Linked DNA regions of Gossypium arboreum: region 2 is linked to region 1. Evidence: chromatin contacts called from public Hi-C data. All regions are on one chromosome and are shown on one strand. The core of a region is the stretch at or near the end of the contact, and the rest is flanking DNA. Distances in the headings are between cores, read along the strand shown.

The links. A called contact is a pair of places that touch in the nucleus more often than the background predicts.
Region 2: a Hi-C map of leaf shows a contact between it and region 1, with 3 times the contacts expected there. The contact joins the promoter of LOC108465133 here to the enhancer-like site in region 1. A contact is called at or near these places in 2 of 5 Hi-C or Micro-C datasets (both in leaf).

The regions. Positions count from the first base shown.
Region 1 is chr3:41,283,049-41,287,014 of ASM2569848v2, reverse strand. No RefSeq gene overlaps it. Among protein-coding and RNA genes, the nearest start is that of LOC128290334, 7.4 kb to the left of the region's middle. Within about 2 kb of position 2,039, at least 2 of the 2 cell types and tissues checked have an H3K27ac peak or open chromatin away from gene starts, as enhancers often do. A contact at or near this core is called in leaf, where this site is marked.
Region 2 is chr3:41,464,287-41,468,252 of ASM2569848v2, reverse strand. LOC108465133 (NEDD8-activating enzyme E1 regulatory subunit AXR1) reads right to left here and starts at 2,109. Exons shown (of 14, transcript XM_017765449.2): 1 at 1,933-2,109; 2 at 1,579-1,751; 3 at 1,313-1,476; 4 at 954-1,064; 5 at 661-740; 6 at 285-435; 7 at 101-194. The coding sequence starts at 1,970. All of the region lies in intron 1 of LOC128290317 (a long non-coding RNA gene), which reads right to left.

The sequences.
Region 1 (3,966 bases), core at 790-3,289:
CTCTCTTCTCGCTTCATAATTTGTGAACTAAAATTTAAGTAGTTTTTTTCTTCGATCTCTGATACTGACCGTTATATCAACTTGGATCTAAGACATGTTTTTCTACTCGTTCATAAACTGATCTATTGTATTGATCGTTAAATCATCGCTAAAAGCTTGTTGTAGTTTACCCAATGACTTAAATAAAAACTTTTAAATAGTTTAGTGATCAAGTTGTAACCTTTTTTAATTAAGTGACTAAAACCAAAGTTTATCTATAATTTAATAACTAATGATGTAGTTTACCCAATTTTAAATTATTAATTTAATATTTTAAATTATTAATTGATAATATAATATCAAAAATTTTTAAATTTTGTTATACGGAGTCTTAAAAGTTGTCCTTTTGGAGAATGTCGCATTATAAGGTTCTTTAATTGAAGCAATAAAATGATGTTTAGTGACGTCTATTAAGTCATTGATTATATATGCTTAGGGTTAGATCTCTTCAATTATTAATTGGATACTTAGTCACTATTATTTTTCTTCTGTATCCAACGCTTAGATATATCTTCAATTGTATAGAAATGAAATCTTTTCATTAAAGAAATCATTCTATAAATTTGAATTTAAATTTTAATATATACAATCATTTTCTCTATTTCACCCTTTAAGATGATAAAATTGCCCCATCATTTATATTTTTTTGCAATTTGGCTCTTAACTTCTGTCCCAACCTTTAGATTTCGAATAAGATTATTTATTTTCTAAAAAAAAACAATGATGATATTATATGGTAGTGTGAAAATTTTTAATTCGCGTGGTTAAAATGATACCATTTTAGAGATTGGAAATTTTATTTAATATGGGTAACAAATTACAAATAAATACATAAAAATAAAGAAAAAAACTAATATAATAAAAATTCCAAAGGAATGAGATTGAGTCATGTAAGCTGACAGAGCTCTGCCATTTTCTGAGGGCGTGTCAACAGGTGAATGTTTTACCATATATATTATAAAGAATAAATTAAATAAATAATTTTTCATTTCCATGTTTGTCGTTTCTTTTTTTTCAATACATACAGCTTAATATGAGTTATTATGGACATTGTAGTGCACCTAAAGTTTGATAAAAACTTTATTTATGTATCTATTGTATTGCTCTGTTGTAACGGTGGTGAGGAATCCACATCATTCGAGGATCATTTCAATAAGAAAGTTAGGTTTAAGGAAGGGAGCAGTGAAGAGAGTGTTGATATGGTTGTGGTTCTTGAACCAACGCTGACTTTATCTTAGAAGGGTAAGCTTTTAGGGGAAGGATCAGCTAGTTCGGGTATGAGGGAAAGCATTGCTAAGGCTGAAACGGATAAAGAGTTTGTGTTACTCAAAGGCAATGTGGTTAAATCCACTGTTAACAGGATCTCGACACTCAATTTCTCAGATTGTATTAAAGAGATCCTCTTCAAATAAATGGAGAAGATGGTAGTATTCAAACTGCTAGGTCGAAGCATTGGTTATGCATCCCTTCATAATAGAATTAGCAGTTTGTGGAGACCAAACCCTTTAATCTTATGGATATAGAGAATGGGTACTTTCTGGCTAAGTTTCAGAGTACCGACGATTATGACAGAGTTCTATCTCAAGGATCGTGGATTATTTACAGTCAATATCTGACCGTCCAACCTTGGACCAAGGACTTTATCCTGATATAGCCATATCAATCAATGGTAATGGCTTGGATTAGCCTATCGAGCCTTCCAGGATACATGTACAAGAGAGCAATTTTAAAAGCAATCGGTAGCACGATCGATAAGGTAGCAAAAATAGATTTTTAAACCGACAGGAAGACTAAAGGACATTTCGCGAGGATAGCTATATACATCAACCTTTAAAGGCCACTTGTTTCATAGGTTTTAGTGAATGGAGAAATCCAAAAAGTAGAGTTTGAATCATTACCCACTATCTGCTTTTCATGTGGTAAGTATGGACACACAAAAGAAATGTCTCCGTTGGCGTTGATGAATCTTAACCAGGGGAAAGAAGATAAGCAGAAGGCGACCGATTCAAGTGAGATTGAAAATCAGATTGGAGGAGCGCCGAGAGTAGAGTCTAGGCCTTGGATGTTGGTAGAATGGAAATCTCAGCATAATCAAATAGATTTTCAAGTTAACAAGGATGGGATTTCAGGCAATACAAGGTTGGGTTCAAGATTTGCAACTTTAAATAGGGAAGGAGATTTTGAAGAGACTGTAGGAGGGTCTGTTGAGGAATTTTCGAGGCAAAGGTTTATTACTAAGGAAACCTTGAATAATAAAGGGAAAGGTGCAAGGGTTCAGGAAAATTATAAGAATAAATTGGCATTGAAAGCTGGAGTTGACCTTTTGACAGTTTTGGGCTTGGAAAAAAAAATGGGCCTACCACTAAGCTTGGGGTGTCTATTGGAATGGAAACTAGATTGGGCTGCTTGCAAGGTAGACCATCAAGCAAGGGTACTAGGAAGCATCGATGAATGAATTTGAACCAGACCATGGAGGTTCAGCACATAAAGGTATGGATTTTTTAAACCCAAATTTCTCAAATTTTATTTCTGTTTTAGAAGTTGGGCACGCGTCGATTTCTAGCAAGGATTTTACTTCGGGTTTTGGCACAAACAACATAAATTCGCCGAAAGGAGATTTGACAGATGGTTCTTGCATTAATTCAAAACTTCCCTCTATTCAGACGTTAACCATTACAGATTTTAATCCCACATTTGAAGAAAATTGTAGAACGATGGTCACTTTAAATGGCTCGGTTCTAGATCTAGTGAAGCATTTAGCTATCACATTCAAATAAAATTTTGAGCCCAACAAAGATGATGTTTCAAGTAGAACTATTAAAGCTTATGGAGGAAGTGGTAAAGTTGGTCCTAAAAATAAAATAATCAAAGACGGATCAGTTCGTATCAATCGAAAACTCAACCAAATCGTTAAAGATCGAAGGGATCATTTTAAATTATTAATAATGCTCGTGTGTCATTATCGATTCTTTGAAATCCGTGGTTGATTTAATTAAAGCCCAACTGAGTAGTGAGGAGGGACGTGATTCGTCAATTTCTGACGAAAAGTGTTTGAAGGAGGTCGAGTCCTCTGAACAGTAAGTATGCTCCCTAATTTTTATTTTTATTTTTATGGACTTGTCTATTTTTTCATGGAACTTTTAGGGGCCTGCCAACATCAATTTTCCCAGGATTGTCTGCGAATACAACAGAGAATATATGTTTGATATTGTCAGTCTCTTGAGACAAGGGTTAGTGTAAAGCAAATAAAATTATCACTAGTTTGGGTTTTCAGTATTCTCACAGGGTGGAGGCTATAGGTTTCTTTGGTGGTATTTGGGTTGGTTAGAATGATTTAGTTTCATTAGAAGTAATACGGATTCATCCTCAATTTATTTGTGTCCGGGTTCATAAAAGAGCTAATTCTCCTGACTTTTTTATAGTGTTTGTTTATGGTAGTCTTGATAGATAGAAAAGGAAGAAATTCTGTGTAACACCCTATACCTGGCTCGGTCACCGAGCATAACCACTAGGACGCTACACTACCATCTCACTTCATATTCATCACAAACAGTCACATTGTTACACATGCATCTTTTTTTTCTTTATTTAATATAATATAATAGCATTCACATGAAACGTAAGTCATACATGCTCTTACAAGGTTGAATTATGTTAAACATTCATTGATTAATCATAAAATTAGTACTAAGCATGCATTAGGACCATTTGGAAAAATTCCCAAAATTGTTACGTAGGTATCAATACTAGAAGAGTAATATCAATAATTTTGTCAAATGGTTTTAATACCGCTTGGAAAATCAATACCAAATTAGCTTACTATTTCTTGACTTAAAAACCCAACTTTCGGAAAATATCAGTACCACTGGAAAAGTATTGATAATTTTGCCCCGAGTATCGATACTCATGATAAAATATAGATACAAA
Region 2 (3,966 bases), core at 860-3,359, 180 kb before region 1:
ATGTTTTTCATTCTATTTCCATATAAGACAGAGAGGTTTCTATGGAAATCCTTTAACCATCCAAAAGTTTTGACCCATGATTCTGCTAAGACAAACTTACTGATTCCTTGAGGAGCAAACAATTTAAAGGAGGCATCAATAGCTTCTTTATAGTTGTCTTCATCCATCGCAGCCATCCTGGCTTTGAGAAGTTCCTAAAACGTCCAAGAACAGAACTTAAATCTCACAGACATAAACCAGAAGAATTAAAATCTAAGAGACAAAAAATACAGAAATTTGTGAACCTTGAACTCTCTTTTCTGTTCTCTGGTTGATGGTAGAGTACCTCCATGGCTTGTCTTCCACTCATCGGCCATCTTGACAAGGATGACAACATATGGTATGTGTTTATGAGCAACAGGATCTTGCACATTTAGGTCAATAGCTTCAGCAAACCTATCATATGTAAATGCCAGTCAGAACTCCAATCAAGGAAAACAAAGCATATAAGCTTATAGGTTCAAAAAATACTCAAATATTTTGCAAAAGCAAATTAGAGGTAAAAGAATTAAGAAAAGGGACATCATTGCATAAAATATAAAAATCCTTTGAGGACAAAATATGAACTGAGAAAGAGTAGAACATTAATCAAAATAGGAAAGGAAAATAAATGATCGATACCCTCTCAACTCAGGCCATGGATTATTTAACCGAAGGTCATCTAGAAAATGGTCAGGCTTTGATTCAATTACAGTGTGTTCCTGCCACAAGCAAAACTTGATCATCATTTCGAGATATTTCCTTTGCCTGTTACCTATATACTAAACTCTTGAAAAATATTAAATAACCATCCATTTCCTCTAGGCCTATATAAGTTCAAACGATTTTCAAGATTTGTTCTTGCTGATATTCAGCTTTATCAGTGAGATATTGATGTCACCATGGTGAGATAGTCAATGCCAAGAACATGTTACCTTCACACTGATTCGAACTAAACCTGTTAGGCCGTAGGAGCGAGCAAAAATCAACATCACATTTTCTTGTCTACAAATTCTATCAAGCTTCACCATAGATTCTTCCACCAGCTGAAACAACAACATAGTTGAAAGGAACAAGTTCATAAGGAAACATAGAATCAAATAGCTCTTCTAAGAAACAAAGCATCGCAAAGTTAGGAATAAATCCATCTTAATTCCAAATAGGCTTTGCACACATAGACAACAATGAAACCAAACTTAAACAATAAACTTTTGAAGTAACCACTCGCGGCCTAAAAAGAGTACCTAACAGTGAAGTTCATCGGTGAAAGTTATGAAACGGAAAGATTCCTTACCTGAGTGGCAACAACTAAGGTAAACTGAGAAAAAAAAGAGGGGTTGGTGTCGATTAAAGCCTCGGGATACTCTTCAATAAACTTAGCTTTAACAGCATCGTTTAGCTCTTGGAGGAAGGAACAAACACATTTGGCTTTTGACTGACCAAGGCTTGAGTCATCCACTGACCCACAACAATTCCCAAAAAAGAAGTCAAGCTTAAAACCAAAAAACAAAAAAGACAATGAAAACATGAAAAGGAAAAGGAAAACATATTGAAACTTACCCATAAAATTGTTTCCAAGGTCGCCGAATTCAACCTTAGATCCATCGACTATAGTAATGCTTCCGACACCACCAAGGACAAGATTCTTCAAAGTCTCAGAACCAGTTGGCCCACAATTTAGTAAACATATGCTCGCTTTCTCTAGAGCTGCTTGCCCTTGTTCACCCCAGATCCTTCCAATTTTTTTCAAAGAAAAGAAAGTTGTTGATATTGCAAATAGGCAAAGAAACTTAAAGTATTCCCGAGGAAAAATATATTAGGACTTGAATTCTTCAAAGCATTTCTCACCCTTCGGCAGAGATGGAAAATCTCATAAAGAAGAACAAAGAAAAAGGAACATAATTGAGAGGTTACCTGAGCTGCCGATCGTATTTGGTTTTAGGCTCCGCCATTGTTAGCTTCAATTTGCTTCTTCGCTTCCTTACTACGCAGTGCGCATAGACCACGCACCGGTCTGTCTATGTATGTTTTAATGACACAAAGGTGAGGATATTGAAACGCGTCGTTTAGATTGGCATACCAAAATTTGCTATATGCTGTTTTTTGGTAAACAGACCTTTTTCATCCCTCTTAATTTGATTGAGCAAATTAAAAATTTAACCAATTTAATCCCTATCAATTTTAAGAGAGAGCAACTAAGTACAATTAATCATAAAGTTAATGTCTCCCATCAACTTTACATAATTTTTATTGTTATGATAATAAATTTAGCCTTCATTGTTTATATATTATGTCATTTTGGACTTAATTCTAAAAATTTAACAAATTCAGCCTCAATATTTATAAATTTACACAAATGTTGTAGGATAAATTTATTAAATTAGAACCAAATTAACGGAATGTGTAAACTTTGCAAGCTAAATTTGTTATTATACTAATCAAAATCATGTACAATTGATTAAAAACATTAACTTGTAATTAATTGTCCTTAGTTACTCACTTTCAAAATTTATAAGGATTAATTTGATCTAATTTTTTTGAGAGAGACCAATTTTCTCAATTCCAAAACTAAGAGAGACCGGAGAGATCTTTTTGCCGTTTTTTTAAAAAATATGTCGTAGGTTCATGTACTATTTACACAAATGGAATTTAGTCCTCTATTTTAATTTCTAGAAATTTACTCATCCATTTTTTTATTTCAAAATTCAGGTCTAATTGTTAATACAATTAATTTTTTTGATAAATTTATTGGTGTGATATTTTAAAATAAAAACACTCACATAGTAGCAATGTAACTAAACAAATGACATTGTAATTAATCTCAATTTAATAAAATAACTCTAATAATGTTAATAGTTAGACCTGAATTTTAAAATATGAAAATTAAAGGGATTAAATTCATAAAAATAAAAGTATAGAGTATAAATTTCAAATTAACGAAGAGCACAAAGAACTATGGCATTTTTTAGGTCAATTATAAAAATAGTCACCCAACTATTAGCTGTTTTTGTTTTAGTCATTTAAGTTTTAAATTTTCTATTTTAGTCACTAACATTATTGAATAATGTTTTCGACATAATGGCTGTGAATGTTTCACTGCATGCAATTATGTTGGCCACTATAATAATAGTCAAATCAAACAAAATAAGCCCACATGAGACTTCAAATTTAAACTAAAAGAAATTGAATAAAGGTAAATCCATCTCAAGATATCTGAGTACTCTATTAATATTTAGACAAAAATATTAACTTGGAAGTGATATTTTGGCGTAGTAATCAAACACAGGCAATAAGAACATATTGAATAATAAAACTTCATTTGGGTTGATTTATTACTTACATGCAAAATTGAATAATTGTCACATATTTATTACCAAAATTGCATGTGTAATTTTATTAAATATTAACCTCCTTTGGGTGGATCAATATTAACATGATTTAACTTGCATACACACAACTTTTTATATTTTAAAACAAAATAATTTCAAAAGAGAGGTAACTTTGGCATCTTATTATTTCAACTAAGTTGTTTTATATATATATATATTTATTTATATAAACATATCAATATCTAAATTTTATGTTTCCATAACAGTTAAAGGTCAAAATTAAATTTTTTTATTAAGCTACAATTTTCGAAATAATACTTTTTTTTTTGTGAAAAAAACAAACAAAACATATTAAACAGTTATAATAGGAAAGTTTGAAACTCTATCAATTTTCAACAAACACCGCTATCTCTTCTAGAATTTTTGCAAATACTTGTAAAGCTGAATTATCTTCTAAAGCCATTTTTGCAAGACTGTCCACAACTTGATTCCTCTATATGGGAAATGCTTGATTTCCCATTGCTCCAAAGTTTGTAAGATCATGTGAATTCTTCTAACCAAGGCTAAAGTTAATTCATTCGTATGAATATCTTGAAGAACTTTGACCACTTCCAAATTA